Regions from separate parts of the Mus musculus genome. Here regions 1, 2, 3, 4 and 5 are each linked to region 6. Evidence: chromatin contacts called from public HiChIP or PLAC-seq and promoter capture Hi-C data. All regions are on one chromosome and are shown on one strand. The core of a region is the stretch at or near the end of the contact, and the rest is flanking DNA. Distances in the headings are between cores, read along the strand shown. Region 1 has its middle 13 kb from the start of Gm12320. Region 2 has its middle 23 kb from the start of Scimp. Region 3 holds the start of Zfp3 (zinc finger protein 3). Region 4 holds the start of Kif1c (kinesin family member 1C). Region 5 holds the start of Alox12e (arachidonate lipoxygenase, epidermal). Region 6 holds the start of Pld2 (phospholipase D2).

Region 1 (2,700 bases), core at 193-2,692, 200 kb before region 6:
TGGTTACTGTTTGGAACTGACGTCCATCTGCAAAGCATACTGGATGTGCCAAGGATGTAGTGCAACATGAGAACAGCTCATGGATGCTCAGGGACATTCTCCAAGCCTCTCTTTCCCCTGCTCCTTCCACGTGTGAGACACCTGCAGTGTCTCAGCACTGTACAGTTTAGTAGAAAGTGGGAATATGCCCCCCCCTCCTTAAAGCCACCTAAGTATCCAGTCATCACCAGAAAATTATACTGTTTGCTTGTCAGAACAGAAACAACATACATGCCCTTAAATGGCATGCACAGCTTGCTCCCACAGCCTCCTCTCCATCCCATCCTGGCCCACACAGAAGGGCGACCCACCTCACAGGCCTGTGCCTGGGAAGACACTCAAGATGAGTGCCTATAGCTCATCCCCGCTGTGAAAGGAAGCACTGAGGAGTGCTCCCTGTCTGTCCCTGCAGGCCTGCATAGGCATCAGGAAGAGATGCCCTTGTAGCTGGCAACCTTGAAACAGGGGAAACCGAAAGAGGAATTCCACAGCATTGAACTTCAGAGCCCTAGTGCGGGTGACATCCTTAGAGAAAGTGTTTCTCTCCCCTGCGCTGCCTGTGGCCCTGCCTGTTTACCCTCCCTTCCCCTTCCTCTCTCATCAGCCCCTCATGTGCTTTCATATGGAGCTAATTCATCTCACCCTGTGGAATTTAAAAATGTATGACACACCCCCCCCCCCATGGACTTGGTGGCTTAACACTTGTAATCTTAGCACTTTGGACACTGAGACAGGAAAATCACAAACTAGAGGCCAGCCGGGGCTACATAGTAAGACCCTGTCTCAAAAACAAACTAGCAAGGCTAGAGAGGTGGCTTGGTGGTTAAAAGTACCAACTGCTCTTCCAGAGGACCCAGATTGAGTTCCCAGTAACCACATGGTGGCTCATAACCATCTGTTGCTCTAGCTCCAGCCAGGGAAGCCAACGGCACACGCTTCCGGTCTCTGTGGACACCAGGATGTACAGGCACACACACAGGCACTCACACATACACACACAAAAATACTGAGGATAATAAAAGCTTTCTGGAAGGATTTCAGCAGTCCTGGCTCTGTCAGGGAAGATTCAGACGAGGACGATGAAATCTAATTCAGAGAGGAAAAGAATCTCGGAACTTGCAATGTCTCAGGGCTGAGGACAGCGATTGCTGCTCAAACACATTCTGTCCGTGGAGCAGATGAAATGCGTAAGCGCTAAGCTCAGGGCTAAGTGACCACTGCTACCTTGAAGCAGGTCCCCATATCTCTATTTACCATTATGAAAACTTTGTCACAGAAAAGTCAAGTCATTTGTCCATAGTCACAGCTCTAGCAAGAAACCCAGAGTCTATGCCTCTGGTCACTGTGCTTTCCTGATACAAATGGAGTCATTCTTTCAGTCAACAGACAGTTGAACATCTGCCATAAATTAGGCAATAAGGGCACTACACAAATAAATATGGTCTTTGCTCTCAGAGGACAGCCAATAGCTCATATGTAAACAGCAAAGCCGAACAATATGGCTTCCTACGAGAGGCCTAGGAATTCTTTCTGTGGGAGTTTAGAGGAGGAAAGAGAACTGTCACCCATATCTGCTAATGATGATGAAGAAGGCTTCACTTAGAAAGTGGGATGTGGCGGGGAGGGTATGGGGGACTTTTGCGATAGCATTGGAAATGTAAATGAGGAAAATACCTAATAAAAATTAAAAAAAAAAAAAGAAAGTGGGATGTGAGGAGGACTTCAAAGAAGGGCTCTGTCAGAGAACAAATGCAAGTCACTCTAGGCTCAGGGGAAGATTGGCAAAGGGTCCATTTGTCCAATGAGGTCTTATTATGGAATGAAAAAAGATAATAAGACAAAAAGGCAGGTGCGGAAGGCGTACATTGTGTCACACCTATCATTCCAGCCTTTGTGAAGCTGAGGCAGGAGAGTTGCCACAAAGTTTTAGATAGCCTGTGCCACAGGAAGATCCTGTCTCAAAAGAAAAATAAAATAAAATAAAATAAAATAAAATAAAATAAAATAAAATAAAATAACAACAACAGCAAAACAGATAAAAATTTAACACTCTCTTTAATCCCTCCAACAACTCGGGCTACTGTCACTCCTCTTGGCTGTCCACCGTATATTGCGATGGATAGTATTGCTAAACACACCGTACACTTTGTTTTCAGGACAAAGAAAAACCAATCTGAAACCAACCTGGCTATTCCTCCCTGCGCTCCCTGGCTGGCTTTTATCCTGCCAGAAGCTGCCAGGCTGCAGGTGGAAAAGAGATCGCTATGGTTTTACCTGGCACTGGTCGCTACATGGCACAATATGTGCCCACTGGTGCAATCATGGCTTGACAGTCCTGGGGTCACCACTGCTTTCAGACTGGATATGAAAGCAGTTTAGGGCCTGCTTCATAGGAGGGAGTTCATGCCTGATGCTATAAACATGGTCAAAAGCCCAGAGCTAGGAAACCATAGGTCCTAGCAGGGAGCCCACTATTACGTTGCGAAATGTTTCTGTTGTCAAACAGCCTTCAAAATATTTGTGTTTATAGGAATAGATTTGTGCTACTCTTTACCTTGGTCAGAAGAGCATCTTTGTGCAGTGGACAGCGGTTAACACAGAGACTCATAACTGTCCCACGGGCTGAGAAGTGGCTGTGTGTGCTTAGCCCTAAATGAGACA
Region 2 (2,700 bases), core at 135-2,634, 250 kb before region 6:
ATATTTGACCCCTAAGGGGGTTGAGACCCCTAAGCTGAGAGACTGCTAGGGATCATAGTCTTGGTGTTTGATTGTGTGGAGCCTCCCAGCTCTCAATCCCTATGTAGGCCACACCTTAAGGATGCCTGTCTCCCTTCTCTCAGGCCCCACCCACCCCTGAACCTCCTAGAAGCCATGACTTGTCTTTATAGCTGAGGGCTCTTGTGATGCGCAGACACTTTGAGTCTGTAAGGTGAGAAAGTGACGCTGCCCCACCCACTCACACCTCAACCCCCAGGATATTTATAGAATGTGGACCAAACCCATCAAAGAGTCAAGTTCTGACACAAGTTTATTTCCTGTGTTTTCAGACACCATTTCTAATGATCAACAGAGGACTCAAGTGGCCTTCTGACTTCTGCCCCCAGCTAGCTTTTCTTTGGCAGTGGGTATGTTGGCTGTGCCAGGAAGAGTAGATTGCCCCAGGAAGTGTCCAGCCAGCACCCTCCAGCAGGGTACTCAAGACGAGAGTTCAGAGCTTAATGCCCCTTCTGTAGCTTTCACTATCACATCTTTAGTGGTCATTCCTTACTTTTCCATCCTATCTTTCCTGGGGTGCTGTTGTTTCCTCTTTCCCTCTCAGCATTGCTGAGTGATGTTGCCAATACCACAGGGCTCAGCATCCCCTTTACCCTAGCAACTTCCCAACCACAGGCTCCAGTTCAACCCCTCTTTTCCAGTTCCAGGTTGCAGAGCCCGCAGGACACCTCCATCTGATTATCCCACGGGATCCTCAAATTCAACATATTCCATGGATAACTGATGACACATCCCCACCCCTGACTTCTCGTGCTAGATTACTTCCTCCCTTGCTAAGGGCAGAAGTTAGGTCCTTTCTTGCATCCTTTATTGCCAGTGTCCCCACCTCCTGTTGACTGTGCCTCAGTCAGATCAGCTCTGTCTCCATCACTCTGAGGTCAGTCAGCCCATGGCCAGCACTTCCCAAAGAGAACTTTAAGAACCTCTAACCAGTGTCCTGCCTCTGGTATTTCAGACTCCAAAACACTGATTGGCAGCTGGTGATTTTTGAAAGTGAGCAACCGAATACTTCTTCCCATTGCTAAAAGCTCATCTTTACCTATTAGCCTCAGACAGAGGCCAAACTCTTAAATATGGCTTACAAGATTTGTCAGGATTTTATTACTGGCTAACTTTTCACACACTACCTCCTCCTGGCAACCTCCATGTTCCCCAGTGTTTTTCCTCTACTTGTAAGTACCTTTGCTGTGGTCTCTCTTGTCCCTGCTATACGCAATATTCCTCCCCTCCTTTGCATCTTAGGCACTGTGCTTTCCTCACCGGCCCGATGTGGTGGTGGCCTTTGTAGGTGCTTCCCCTTCATAACTCTTATATCCGGAACGATCTGCTCATGTGACTTTCATTTCCAGTTGAACAAAGGCAACACCAGTGCAGAGACAGGCCTTCTCTTCTTCCTTGTTTTCCCTGTTCCTAGCATGCTGAGGATGGTCAGTAAGTATGCTCAATGATCGAATGAATGAATGGATGAATGAATGAATGAATTCCAGGCCCTAAACTTTCTGTTCTCCCTATACTGGGAGGCCCATGTGTTGATATGTGTTGTCCAGCTAGTGGTTCTATTTTGGGAGGGCCTAGAAACATTAAAAGGTGAGGTCTAACAGGAGGAAGTCGGTAGCCAGGGTGTGTCAAGGGCTGTGTCCTGCCCTGGGGGTTCTCTTGTCTGTTTCTCTCTTTCCTTCTGCTTCCTAGCTACCCTGTGCTGAAGAAACTTCTCCTATGCACTCAGACGGCCTCCGTGTTCTGCCTCACAACGGGCCCAGAAACACAAGCCAGGTAGCCATGAACTGAACTCACTGGAACCACAAGCTGAGATAGACCCTTTCTCAAGCTGTTCTCTCAAATGAGTCCGGGTTGCAGCCATGTGAATATGAGGCTCCTTAAGGGAGAGCTTCTATTTTCCCAGTGTCCATAATAAGCCCCCGCACACAGAAGGCACTTAATAAATATATTTTTGAATGCCAAACACACAGGGAAATATAACAACCAGTTTATTTGCCAGCAAAAAAGTAGAATAAAAGTTTTTGGACATTTATAAATTTGTTGTGAGTTGAGCTAGGCTCATGTACTAAGACTGTGCTTTCTACTGCCAATCTGTGTGACAACATTAACCATATCAAGACGTCATAGGACCTTAGTGTATATTCTAGTCACACAGCAGAGCCCAAGCCAAGTGACCAGCTACATAGTCACTGATTTAAAAGAGTCCAGAAATAAGAAGGTAGGGCCCATCCTGAGCTCACTCCCTGGATAACTATGGTAACCACAATAGTGCTGACATATCATTTTGAAACAGATCATGGATGGCTGCCTCAACAGTTTTGAAAACTCATGCCTCAAATCACAGAACCATAGTTTTCTCCTTTTTAAAAATTATATCTATTTTGTATGTATGGATGTTTTGCCTGCATGCATACCATATGTGTGCAGTGTCTTCAGAAGACAGCGTTAGGTCCCCTGGGACTGGAGCTACAGACAGCTGTGGACCTCCATGTGGCTGGTGGGGATTGAACTCGGAACCTCTGGAAGTCAGTGCTCATAACTGCTGAGTCATCTCTCCAGTACCTCCATGGTGCGCCCTTGGTAATAGTTGCAGTCTGGTCTTCTTTATGAAACAAACAAAAT
Region 3 (2,777 bases), core at 58-2,557, 220 kb before region 6:
TATTTTCATTGCGTCTTCATAATTATAATTTTGCCATTACGAGTGGTAGTGTATATATTGTAAAGGGGATATTCAAGTCTCAGAGGGGTTGCACCTCACAGGCTGAGCACCACTGTTCTACAATGTGACCAAGGATGACATTCTACTCATCTTGTTAACCTCAGTGCTTAGCACATTTCTGATACCTGGAAAACATTAAGTGAGGTTTCTGAGCTATCTGGGTGAATGTCTGCAGTTGTTTTAAAGGTTAATTGAAGATTCCATTCACCATTGTCCCTAAAGAGACCAGAGCAGTGTCTGACAGATAACTGGTATCAACGTTTTATAAAAATAAGTTCTTAGCCGAGCACGATGACCCACACCTTTAATATCAGCACATGGAAGACAGAAGCAGATGGATCTCTGAAAGTCTTAAGTCAACCTGATCTACCTAGTGAGTTCAAGACTAGCCAGAGATATGTAGGGAGACCCTATCTCAAAAAAAAAAAAAAAAGTCAAACTAAGGCAACAACAAGAAAAGTTCTTTCTCCCAAGACACTATTTATCTTCCTCCTTTGGTATCCAGGATCAAGGGAACTCTGTCAATTCTGTGCTCAATTCAGTCTCATTTATGATTATTATTATTATTCTTAACTATGTGTAGTTGTGTGTTGCTACAGAGTTATAGATGTGTGTGCACATGAGTTACAGATGATACGAGGCGCCTGATTTGAGTTCTGGGAACCAAACTAGGGTCTTCTGGAAGAGCAGCAAGAACTACTGTGTCTTCTCTTTAGTCCCAATTCTATCATCTTTCTTTAACCTTAGTAAGCCAATGTCCTGCCTGCCAGCACAGGTCACAACATGCCACGGGGCCCCCAATTTTTGCCTGCTATTCGTTCTAGCAGTATACTTAGAGAATGAAATGAGAGAGAGAGAGAGAGAGAAGAAAAATAGGCATAGGTCTTTGGCATGCCCGTGTCGGAGCCTGCTTCTCCAGTTTCCCTGGCTGACAAGGCCTGCAAGCAGAATTAGGATCGGGCCCCTGACAGTGCCCAGGCTCCACCCTCTCCGTGTGCAAATGAGTAGGAGCCCCCGATGCCATAAAGTCCAAGGTCACACAGCAAACCCGAGTCAGGGGCGGGCCTACAGTCAGAACTCCAGCTCCAGGCCGGGAGCCCCGCGCCCTCCTCCCCCGGGCACGACGGAACCAGAGAGGCCTCACCGCTGGCGGATGCCGCCCACGCTCCCTCCGCCGGGCCCGAGGCGCTGCACCGCGGCGCGCACAGAACCGCAGCTGTTGTCTGGTGTCACGGGCGACCCACGCCGGCCACTTCCGGTACCGGGCGCACTGCGGCCAATCCGCGCGAGCCGCACTCGCGGGAGGAACAGGTGGCCAGCGAGCCCACGCCCCCATGCCCGTCTCAGCTTTCCCGTCTGCCGTTCTCGCCCACATTCACCCCATCTTCGCCCGGTCGGACAGGGCCGGTCGGCTAGCTGGAATGTCCCATGCACCTCGCGAAACCCACTGTGTCCCTTGACCACTGACGCGCAGGGTCCTCCCGGTTTCCTAGACGGGCCCCGGGGATGCACTTCCGCCCCGCAGCAGCCGCTCTGCGCGCCCCTGACGTTTCCGTGGGCTGGAAAACTCGAAACTCCGCCACGCTTCCCGCGGGGACGTGTCGAGCAGCCGCGTTTGTGCCTCACCTCCCGCTTTCCAAGAGTCTGTCAACTCCGGTTCCTAGATTTAGGGTGCGCCTGTCATCTTCTAGGAGCGAGGGGGGAGGGGAGGCCTGCTTTGAGGTCAGGAAGGCTTCAGGGAGTGATGCTTTGACAAAAAACTCAAGGTTGAGTGTGATTTCCGTTTTCCGCAGGCAATGGGAACTGCACTATTTGCTGGCCTTTCTCTCTTCTTGAATAAATTTGGTCTTTTAGCACAGCACGTATGTGACTATGAATGTGGTGATCCTCCTGCCTCAGCCTTCCAACTGCTGAAGTGAGCAACCAAGCCCAGTGAAGTAGATCTCTGTGTGGGGGAGGGAGAGGTTGAGGCAGTTAGGACTGGCCTTGAATTAATTATGCTCAGTGGTGGCCCTGGCTTGACTAATCACATTATCCCCTTCCTTCTGACTGGTCCAGAGGTGAACATTAGATACAAATAAGACTGAACAGTCCTTCCTTCCAGTTGCTATCTGGGAAGGTGGTGCAGTTTGAAGCAACATTTGTAAGGAATCAGGTCTTTTCTGAAGCCATGGTCTTTGTAATAGACCTAAACAAGGAGATCTGAACCGAGAAAAGGCAAAGGAGGCTGGGGGTGTGGCTTAGAGGTCGAGCACTTGCCTGGAATGTGCTAGGTAGGCCCTAAATTCAACCCCTAGTACTGTTAAACAAAATAAATAAATGAAATAAAAACAAGACATTTGAAGAAAAGGCAGGGGGGGTAACTAGTTTTGAGTAACTAGTTCTGAGGTAAGGGCTGGGGAGATGACTCATGGAGTTAAAGCACTTGCCATGCAGTGGAAGGACCTGAGTTCGAATCCCCAGAGCCCATGAGCAACTGTAATCCCGATGCTCCAAAATATAACAGTGCAGAATACACATGACTATTCCCAAAGGGAGAGATGGGGGCACAGGGAGGGAATAACTAAACCTGAGCAAGAAAACACCAACTTCTCTAGTTCTGTTTCTGGTATAAAGAAAGACGTGGACTGTTCTGCCCCTCCAGCTTCTACAAGATGCAGCTCTCTGTACCTCGTTCTCTTCTCTATCCTCCCACCCCCACCCCACTCCCTAACAAC
Region 4 (2,700 bases), core at 175-2,674, 160 kb before region 6:
GCACAAACTGGAAACCCAGAAGACAGACAGGTAAGAGGAGACAAAAAAACCCAGTCATAAAACTGGAATCTGTAATTCTTCTCCAGGGTCGGCAATTCTCACATAGAGCTGACAACCCCCACACGAGGCAGGGCCACTACTGATTGGCAAAGTCCAAGGGCTAGTGGAACAGCCTGTAACAAGGACTCACAGGGCCTGCTGGTGATCCCCAAACCCCTTGCCCAGCCCCCAGTACTTCCTCCTCAGGATCCAGGACAATGGGCAGGGGAGGGTGGGGTCATCCTGTATGCATAATATCAACACCCCCCCCAGGACTCCTCGCAGGGAGACCCAGAATACCTGTATCTTCAGGGGGGGGGCTACACCCAAGGAGGGGGGCTTCATGAAAGGAAAGCCAAGGGAAAAGGAAACAGGTTGGTCCTAACCCAACCTGGGGCTAGTGCTATGGCGTCCACTAGCCTGGGGAAAGTGCCAGGCTGCAGCCTAGGAATGTGGGTGATCCGGGTGCCCACACCCTAGGAGGAGAGTCTAAGCAGCCCACGCCCACGGATAGCAGGGTGAAGACTTCAAAAAGAAAAAGAAAAAAAGAAAGAGATCAACGATGCTGCACTCCCACCTGTAGCCCCCAAAGACCGCCAATTTCTGTCATGCTATTTGGGCCTCACCTCCCCAGCCTTCCTAGGCAGAGCAGGGGAGGAGTGAAGGGGCTGGTTTATCCCACCACAGGAAGGGAGTAGCCGAAATCACAGAGACTGGCTCAGGAAGACTAGTCCTGACCCCCAAAACCCTAACTAGGGGAGGGAAGGGCACCAGGGTGGACAGGCAATATGACTCGTCCGAAGCTAAGAAAACAAGGAATTGGGTGGCAAGAATAGGGTACAGCGGGGTAAAGATATAGGGAGTAGGTGCAGGGTCTGCAGGTCCTGCTTTAAAGGCGCACTGGGGAGGAGGCTAGGTGGGGCAGACCGACTCCAAAGGGGGTCTCGGGTCACCTGCACCTTGCCCACTGGCAGGTCTCCAACAAGCCCCCGCCTGTCCTCTCTGGGCGGCCATGAGTTCCTGGTCCTCCAGTCCAGCCAACCGACGGCTGCCCGGGGCCTGGCACCTCTCTGCGCCTCCGCGGGATAAATAGCACATGATCCGAGCTCTCGCGCCTAGCCCGCTTGGCCGGGTCGTGCAATCGGGACCTCGGAACTCCGGCTCCCCGCCCCACAGCGCATTCCTCCGCGGGCGTCCCCTCCCTGCCCCCCACCGGCTCTCACCTCGTCGCGGCAGGACTCCCCGGCGGAGAGCAAAGGGACAAACTTTCTGGGATGCCTAAGACCGGCGAGGGAGAGACCGGGGGCCAGTTCGGGGCTGCCCCCGCCCCTCGCCGGGTCCCCGGGCGGCGGGCGGCGGATCGCGCCCCGGGGGCGGCAGCAGAAGCGGCGCCAGCGGCCGGCGCCCGCCCGGGCAGCGCGAGCTGGGGCGGGAGCGAGGGGCGGGGGACGGACGGACGGGCGCGCGCGCGGACGGGCGAGCGGGCACGCGCTGTCCCGGGAAGGAGCCACCCGGGTCACTCTAGTTAAAGGGGCAGTGCACTCTGACAGTAGGGCTCGCCGGGCAGAGACAGGGAAACTGAGTTGCGGACACTAAGGGAAAGCAAATCACCAGAACGTGGGAAAACTAGCGCTCCTGAGGAGTCGGGAAAGGCGAGGTCGGACGCAGGAGGGGACTTAGGCCGGAGCCGCGCACGTCGTCGCCGTCAGAGGCGCGCCTAGGGGGCGGGGCTTAATGGCAGACCACGCCCAGGAGGCGGTCCCCCTCAGGCCCGGCCTTCAGGCGAGCCAGGCAAGTGGGGCGACCGGGCTCACTACGGAGCTGCTCCTTCCTGCCCGACCTGAGGTTCCAGAACTCGCTTCGCAGTTGCCTCAGGTGATGGGGCCAAATGCAGAGACGTCGCCGACATAGCCGCACGGACGCTCTCTTCTCAGATAGCCTTCTGGTTTGACTCCCGGACCGCCGCCTCAGCCCGTCAGCCCCAGTCAGCCCCAGTCAGCCCCTCAGGCTCAGGTGGCCTCTTAGGCCGCTGTTGCCTTCTCAGGGCCGGTGAAGGAGACCCCTGCCTGTCCAGCCTGGTTTGCCCATGTCCCTAAGCTCACCACCCCAGTTTTGCCTTCCTGCCTATTACCAAAGATTTGGCTATAGACCCCAGTCTTCCTGCCAGAGGTCGCCTTGGCCCCTTTAGACCTAGTTCTCCACCCCCCCACCCCCCACCCCCCCCCCCAGTAAGGCTACCCCAACACCAGGCTCCTCAGCCAGGGCGACACCTTTCAGATGCCCATCCACCCTCTTAGTTGTATCTTGCTGCCAAGGTCTTGACTATCCCCTGGTCAACTATCCATTCCGTCTGGCTGCCTTAAACCCCTTAGATCTAGGTCACCCACTCAGGCACAGCCATCCAAATTCCTCATTGCTCCTTTAGTTCTAGACCCCCTACGAATTCAGGATATCCATTTTTTAGATCTCACACTAAACAGCCCAACTCTCGACCATCTGCCACTTCAAGATACTCCTTTTGCTTTTAATCTTCCTCAACATTTCTCAGCTCAGTTTAGCTGCCCTTGATTTTGTTTTGTGATGGACTGGGTCTCTCTTTGTAACCCCTACCCCCAGGCTAGCCTTAAACACTCAACCCTGTGTTAGCTGCCTGAATGCTGG
Region 5 (2,700 bases), core at 87-2,586, 220 kb after region 6:
GTTCAAGACCAGCCTGGTCTACAGAGTGAGTTCCAGGACAACCAGGGCTGTCTCAGCTCTCCTGGGAAGGGCGAGTGCAGGACCACAACTGGGCTCACAGAGACCTGGGGACCTGGGACTCTGCAGGGGTCCTGGAGTGAAAGGAACACAAGAAAGGGGTTGGGCCTGTCTCCAAAAACAAACAACAAGAAAGGCTGAGGGAAAACTGGTAAAGAACTAGACAAGTTGCATTTAGTGTTTGTTCTGCAAGATCCTTCAAGCACCCGCTCCACTATAAACTAATGGCAAGTCCGTGTCCTCCCCCCCCCCCCCCCCCCGTTTGTCTGAGAAAGTACATCTATACTTTTAGATTCAGGTCTCAGTCGCATGTTTTTTTGTTTTGTTTTGTTTTGTTTTGTTGTTTTTGTTTTTGTTTTTGTTTTTTTCGAGACAGGGTTTCTCTGTGAAGCCCTGGCTATCCTGGCACTCACTTTGTAGACCAGGCTGGCCTCGAACTCAGAAATCCGCCTGCCTCTGCCTCCCGAGTGCTGGGATTAAAGGCGTGCACCACGCCCGGCTCTCAGCCGCATGTTTTGACGGACTCTTCGACCACGAGGCAAGGGATCAGTTAGTTAAGTAGTTAGCTCTTAAGCAAAATCCATTGTGGATTCAGGGACTTTTGTCCACAGGAGCACAGGAGCACCTGGACAGAGGCAGGAGTGTCACAGGACAGAGAGGTATACCCCTGTACTCGCTCTGAGGAGGAAGGGGGGCCGAACTCTGGGAGATGTGGTGGGAAGACTTAGTCCTGAAGAGAGTCCTCTCTCCTGTTCCTTTCCCTGTCCCCTTCCCTGCAGTTTGTCCACAGTATGGGTGCTCAGCCTAAAGCTTTGTCTTCAAAGATCAGGTTTCAGGGAGGTCCAATGGAAACTTCCAGACTATAGGGAAATTCCAAACTCCCTCCTCGGGCTCTCCAGTTTGAACAATGAACACCTCTACTGCACCTGTCCTCAACAAAAACAACAACAAAACTCTTTGGTCCTTGCCAAGATGCTAAGCTCACTTCCACGGAAAAGCGCGCCCCACCCAAAGCCTTTCTACTGCTGTCATCACTGCCTGCTGCGCTTTTTTTTTCCACTAAAATTGGGTGGGCGTGAGACTTAGCTAGCTGATGTGCTTAGCTCAGGGCTGGGCATGAAGCCCTTGCCAAGAAAACAAGGTAGGGATGCATTTTTGGAAACTGCTGGCAAACCATCTAGAGACAGTGAAGGTGAGAATCAGATACCTGCTCCTTAGTTGGGGAGGGACCTGAGTGGGCGGGGGCAATTCAAATACACCAAACTCTGGTCTAGGTGTGACTCTCTGGAGGCAGCCTCTCAGATCCTCTTAAGAGCAGTTTCCCCCCAGGTCCCTCTAGAGGATCAGCCGAGATGGTCAAGTACAAGATCCTCGTAGCCACTGGAGACTCGGTTTTTGCGGGCTCCGCCAACCTGGTGCATCTGTGGCTGGTGGGCGAGCATGGAGAGGCGGACCTTGGGAAGCAGCTGCGGCCACTGCTGGGAAGGGTGAGTGCCGGCCACTACGTGGGGCTCTCGCGGAGAACCGGGGATCTGAGACTCTGCAGGGGTTCTGGGAACTGTGGGGAGGGGAGGAAGCCTGATCCCAGAGAACCACTGAGAAGGTGATCCGGGAGTGATAGCAGGCGCAGGTGGGCTGGCTGCGAGAAAAGGGGACAGAGAAAGGAATAGGAGAGAGGGGCTGGGCAGAAAGAGGGGGCGGGGATGAGACAACACTGGGGAGCGCTGCAGGTGCACAGAGGAGCCTGGAGCCCAGCAGAGCGCCCCGCTCCTTCCTCGACGCCACTCGGTTCAGGTCTCTTTCCTTGAGTGCTTCTTAGAAGGGCAATTGGAGCCAAAGCCAAGCTTCTCCGAGGGCTCACTGACACTGCTGCCCACACGGAGGACCCCAGACTTGCTTAGGAGCTGTGTCCTATCCCACAGAAGACAGAGCTGGAGGTCGACGTCCCCTTGCATCTAGGGCGCCTCCTGGCGGTGAAGCTGCGCAAACAGAAAGGCCTATTGGATTCTGACTGGTTCTGCAAGAGCATCACTGTGCAGGGCCCTGGGACCCAAGGAGAAGCCTTTTTCCCCTGCTACAGTTGGGTGCAGGGCAAGGAGACTATCTGCCTAACCGAGGGCACTGGTGAGGACTCTGGCGGTGCCGCTGAAGGATGCAGGAGGTCGTTGGGCTTGTTATGAAATAAATTACAGAAAAGATTAGAGATAGAGGGGAGCGGGGGAGACGAGAAAGGATGAGATGGAGGGCACAGAGCGGTGCCCTAAGAGGACACACTTTTGTGTCTGCTTCTTCCAGCCCTGAAGGTAACTGATGACACTCAGAACCTGTTTAGGAAGTATCGAGAGCAGGAGCTGGAGAACAGAAGGAATGTGTATCGGTGAGTTCAAGAAAACTGTCGATCGCCCTCTAGAGCCTCCAAACCCACTGTCTCACGTAAGGCTCCGTATCTGTTCCCCAGGTGGGGCTCCTGGAAGGAGGGATTAATCCTGCCTATAGCAGGGAGTACTGAACGGGACCTCCCCCGGAACCAGAGATTCATGAAGGATAAGGATTTAGATTTTTCCCTCTCTCTGGTCAAAGAGTGAGTACTTGGTTGAGTTTGCGCAGTTTCGCCTTAAGCTGTAAGGTGGGCTCTTTCTTGAT
Region 6 (2,700 bases), core at 14-2,513:
CCCAGGGGATAAGAGTCAGACAGACAGGAGTGAGTGAGGCTGCCATGGGGTGAGAAGTACCTGCCTTTCACGGGAAGCAACCGAGTTCTACTCACCGAGCCAAAGGGAGCAGACTCATCAAGACTTTGTGTCTCTGGAGGTCCCGATGCAGCTCCTGAAAGTGTCGGAACTTCTTCTTGGTTGTCCAGGTAAAGTCACCATGCGTCAAGCGAACAGAATATAGAGTACAGGTTCCCACCTGGGGATATGAAAATCTAAAATATGTCTTCTGGCCCAACCCAGGCCTCCACTTGGGCCAGGACTCCCTCTCTCGCCTTCCCTGGTATCCGCTGGTGACTGACCTTGGATCCGCTGGTGTATCTTTCGGTGCCCACCACCTGGGCTATAACAGGGACCCCAGGGGCGAACACCAAGGGGTGTGCTTTCAGAGGCTGAAGGTCATAGATGGCCAGATAGGGATGCATTCGATCAGCTGGGAGGGGAAAAAAGCAAAACAAAAACAAAACAACCCAAGGGTGTAAAGATCTCAGGAGGCCTCAGATCCCTATCTCCCCTCTCTGGGAGCCATCTCCCTCTATACCTGGATCCTCTCCTTCCCTCAGAGTGTCAACCTCATCTGGCTCCATGTGCAACTGGCTGGAGTTCAGATAGTCCCCATAGGGAAAGAGGTTCTTCTGGGTTACAGTCATCCTAGGAATATGAGGAAGCCTCAGGAAGGGACTCGCCCTACAGAAACACCCCTTCCCCATCCAACGCCCCCGGTCGGTCCTCTCCCGTCTTACTCAGTGACTCTCAACGTCTAGGGTTGTAGACCGACGCCCCTCTAACACCCACCCCTGCAACCTCCATTCCCTCCCCCAGCCTTCAACCAGAGCCTCTCAGCCCCGCTTCTCATTCCAAATTCAGGTCCAAAAAAGCACCTAGCTAAGGTGGGATGGCCTCGAACTGGGGCGAGGTTAAGTCCAAGGGAGGAGCCCTGGTGACAGCGAGGCTCGAAGTCAGGTCAGACTGGCTGGAAGCAAGGGTCCGGGCGGGAATGAGGAAGTTGCGCGCTCCCCGCCCAGGAGAGAGATCCCGAAATCTGGACGAGCGGCTGAGTCAGAAGGCCGTTGCAGCTCCAGCCCGACAGCGTCCCCGCCCGGTTCCCGGGGCTCCGGACCTCAGCCGCGCCACGTCCCGGGCCCCCGCACCCTGGATGCGGACCCCGGCGCCCGTGCGGGTTCGCAAGCAGGCAGAACTCAGCCAGGAGCCTACACCCCAGAGGGCCGGGGCGGGGCCGGGGTTCAGAGCCTGCCCTCGGGGGGCGGGAAGGCCCCCAGGGCTCACCTCCACGACTGTCGCGTCGACTGGGTCCCGCCCCCGCCGTCCTCTGCCCGCCCTGCGTTAGAGACGCCCGGGCCCGGGCCGCCCACTCCGGAGGCCGCCCACTCCCCAGGGCTGTCTTCTTCCTCCAGCTGCCCTCGGGGCACCTGCTGGCTATGTCCAGCACCCCCCAGTGTGCGATCCACGTAGTGCACATTCCTCTACTGCGCGCGCGCGCGCGCGCGGCCATTGGGTAGTCTGGTCCCCAGCACTGCCTGGAATCCGGGCAGAACGGCCTGGGTTGCGAGGACCTGCAGATGTCCCCTTGGTGGGCCCGGTACAGATAGCCTTTGTTGATGGAAGGTAATAAGAGCATAAAAAGCCGAGTGACTGCCAAGTTCGTTGCTGTATGAGAAATCGCATTCTTCATTCTTGAAACGCTCTTTTAACGCAGGAGTGATTAGCCCGACACTGAGCGACAATAACAGACCAATTTCGGAACCTGGAACCTAATCGCCTGTAAATTTCAGTCTGGAAAAAACTTTTTTTCCCCAGATCCTAAAGGCTGTCCTTTTTTTCCCTTCCAAATTTCCGCTGAATCATCATTTGAATTGTTTTAGGTTTTGTTCACTGGAAATGAACCTCCAATAAACATTTATGTGCCAGTCATTTTTGTGGACTTATTATTTTAATTCCTCTTCTGTAAACAACTAGAGTGGAACTACTGGGTCATATAAGTGTATGTTTAACTTACTGTTTGCTGTCGAGGTCTGGGCTTGGCAGTTTGTAGCTCAGCAGCACAGAGAATTGGAGAGAGTATTGTGAAGCTTGGGCATTGAGACCAGCTGAGGCTACACAGCAAAACACTGCTGAAAAAACAAACCCCGGGGCTGGAGAGATGGCTCTGTGCATGAGCTGAGGACCTGAGTCTGATTCCTAGCACCCACATGGCTGCTCACCAAGCAGTCCCCAGGGGATCTGATGTTCTCTTCTTGCCTCTGTGGCCACTGCACACACAAAACATTTATACACACAAAGCCAAAATAGAGAAAACAATTAAATACAAAAACTTTCCAAAATGGCTCTTCTATTTTATATTTCTAAAAACCAGTGTATGGTACTTCTGTTGTAGCTGCTCCATAGCACGGTGCACATTCAATTCCATAGATCCTTCCTGTTATCCATTAGAGTGGTCTGAAAGGTTTACCACTGCAGTCTTAATTGTACATCTCTGAATATTAACAGCGTTAACTGTATTTCCTATTGTCTTAGTTAGGGTTTTACTGCTGTGAACAGACACCATGAAAGGCAACCCTCATAAGGACAACATTTAATTGGGGCTGGCTTACAGGTTCTGAGGTTCATTATCATCAAGGCCGGATCATGGCAGCATCCCAG

The links. Promoter capture Hi-C pulls out the DNA fragments that hold promoters and counts their contacts. HiChIP or PLAC-seq counts read pairs in DNA pulled down with a chosen protein or histone mark. Capture Hi-C pulls out chosen DNA fragments and counts their contacts.
Region 1: a promoter capture Hi-C map of liver shows a contact between it and region 6, with 2.5 times the contacts expected there. The contact joins the enhancer-like site here to the promoter of Pld2 in region 6. A contact is called at or near these places in 20 of 39 promoter capture datasets (the 3T3-L1 cell line, 3T3-L1-derived adipocytes, the C10 cell line and 12 more), 1 of 15 datasets of contacts at CTCF or cohesin (embryonic stem cells), 16 of 484 Hi-C or Micro-C datasets (the AML12 cell line, the MC38 cell line, bone marrow-derived macrophages and 10 more), 16 of 115 datasets of contacts at active chromatin or transcription factors (the 230-238 cell line, bone marrow-derived macrophages, craniofacial prominence and 11 more) and 3 of 9 other capture datasets (adipose tissue, liver and pancreatic islet).
Region 2: an H3K4me3 HiChIP or PLAC-seq map of bone marrow-derived macrophages shows a contact between it and region 6, with 2.4 times the contacts expected there. The contact joins the enhancer-like site here to the promoter of Pld2 in region 6. A contact is called at or near these places in 4 of 39 promoter capture datasets (the HPC-7 cell line, embryonic stem cells and liver), 2 of 484 Hi-C or Micro-C datasets (bone marrow-derived macrophages and nephron progenitors), 5 of 115 datasets of contacts at active chromatin or transcription factors (the 230-238 cell line, bone marrow-derived macrophages, embryonic stem cells and 1 more) and 2 of 9 other capture datasets (adipose tissue and liver).
Region 3: a promoter capture Hi-C map of neural stem cells shows a contact between it and region 6. The contact joins the promoter of Zfp3 here to the promoter of Pld2 in region 6. A contact is called at or near these places in 23 of 39 promoter capture datasets (the 3T3-L1 cell line, 3T3-L1-derived adipocytes, the C10 cell line and 14 more), 1 of 15 datasets of contacts at CTCF or cohesin (embryonic stem cells), 20 of 484 Hi-C or Micro-C datasets (the AML12 cell line, the G1E-ER4 cell line, the MC38 cell line and 10 more), 22 of 115 datasets of contacts at active chromatin or transcription factors (the 230-238 cell line, bone marrow-derived macrophages, cardiomyocytes and 11 more) and 4 of 9 other capture datasets (adipose tissue, embryonic stem cells, liver and 1 more).
Region 4: a promoter capture Hi-C map of liver shows a contact between it and region 6. The contact joins the promoter of Kif1c here to the promoter of Pld2 in region 6. A contact is called at or near these places in 11 of 39 promoter capture datasets (the C10 cell line, the HPC-7 cell line, cranial neural crest and 8 more), 3 of 484 Hi-C or Micro-C datasets (bone marrow-derived macrophages, embryonic stem cells and nephron progenitors), 10 of 115 datasets of contacts at active chromatin or transcription factors (bone marrow-derived macrophages, cardiomyocytes, embryonic stem cells and 6 more) and 3 of 9 other capture datasets (adipose tissue, liver and pancreatic islet).
Region 5: a promoter capture Hi-C map of embryonic stem cells shows a contact between it and region 6. The contact joins the promoter of Alox12e here to the promoter of Pld2 in region 6. A contact is called at or near these places in 1 of 39 promoter capture datasets (embryonic stem cells), 1 of 115 datasets of contacts at active chromatin or transcription factors (bone marrow-derived macrophages) and 2 of 9 other capture datasets (adipose tissue and pancreatic islet).

What each region holds. Positions count from the first base shown.
Region 1 is chr11:70,740,568-70,743,267 of GRCm38.p6, reverse strand. No RefSeq gene overlaps it. Among named protein-coding and RNA genes, the nearest start is that of Gm12320, 13 kb to the left of the region's middle. Within about 2 kb of position 1,442, at least 5 of the 459 cell types and tissues checked have an H3K27ac peak or open chromatin away from gene starts, as enhancers often do. A contact at or near this core is called in intestinal villus epithelium and liver, where this site is marked.
Region 2 is chr11:70,788,170-70,790,869 of GRCm38.p6, reverse strand. No RefSeq gene overlaps it. Among named protein-coding and RNA genes, the nearest start is that of Scimp, 23 kb to the left of the region's middle. Within about 2 kb of position 1,384, at least 82 of the 459 cell types and tissues checked have an H3K27ac peak or open chromatin away from gene starts, as enhancers often do. A contact at or near this core is called in bone marrow-derived macrophages, where this site is marked.
Region 3 is chr11:70,762,977-70,765,753 of GRCm38.p6, reverse strand. It overlaps Zfp3 (zinc finger protein 3), which reads right to left and starts at 1,307. Exons shown (of 2, transcript NM_177565.3): 1 at 1,205-1,307.
Region 4 is chr11:70,699,272-70,701,971 of GRCm38.p6, reverse strand. Kif1c (kinesin family member 1C) reads right to left here and starts at 1,424. Exons shown (of 23, transcript NM_153103.2): 1 at 1,263-1,424. It overlaps Inca1 (inhibitor of CDK, cyclin A1 interacting protein 1), which reads left to right and starts at 1,817. Exons shown (of 7, transcript NM_001252484.1): 1 at 1,817-1,914.
Region 5 is chr11:70,321,166-70,323,865 of GRCm38.p6, reverse strand. It overlaps Alox12e (arachidonate lipoxygenase, epidermal), which reads left to right and starts at 1,336. Exons shown (of 14, transcript NM_145684.2): 1 at 1,336-1,544; 2 at 1,980-2,181; 3 at 2,353-2,434; 4 at 2,516-2,638. The coding sequence starts at 1,410.
Region 6 is chr11:70,538,835-70,541,534 of GRCm38.p6, reverse strand. It overlaps Pld2 (phospholipase D2), which reads right to left and starts at 1,263. Exons shown (of 25, transcript NM_008876.3): 1 at 921-1,263; 2 at 581-690; 3 at 342-472; 4 at 96-238. The coding sequence starts at 689.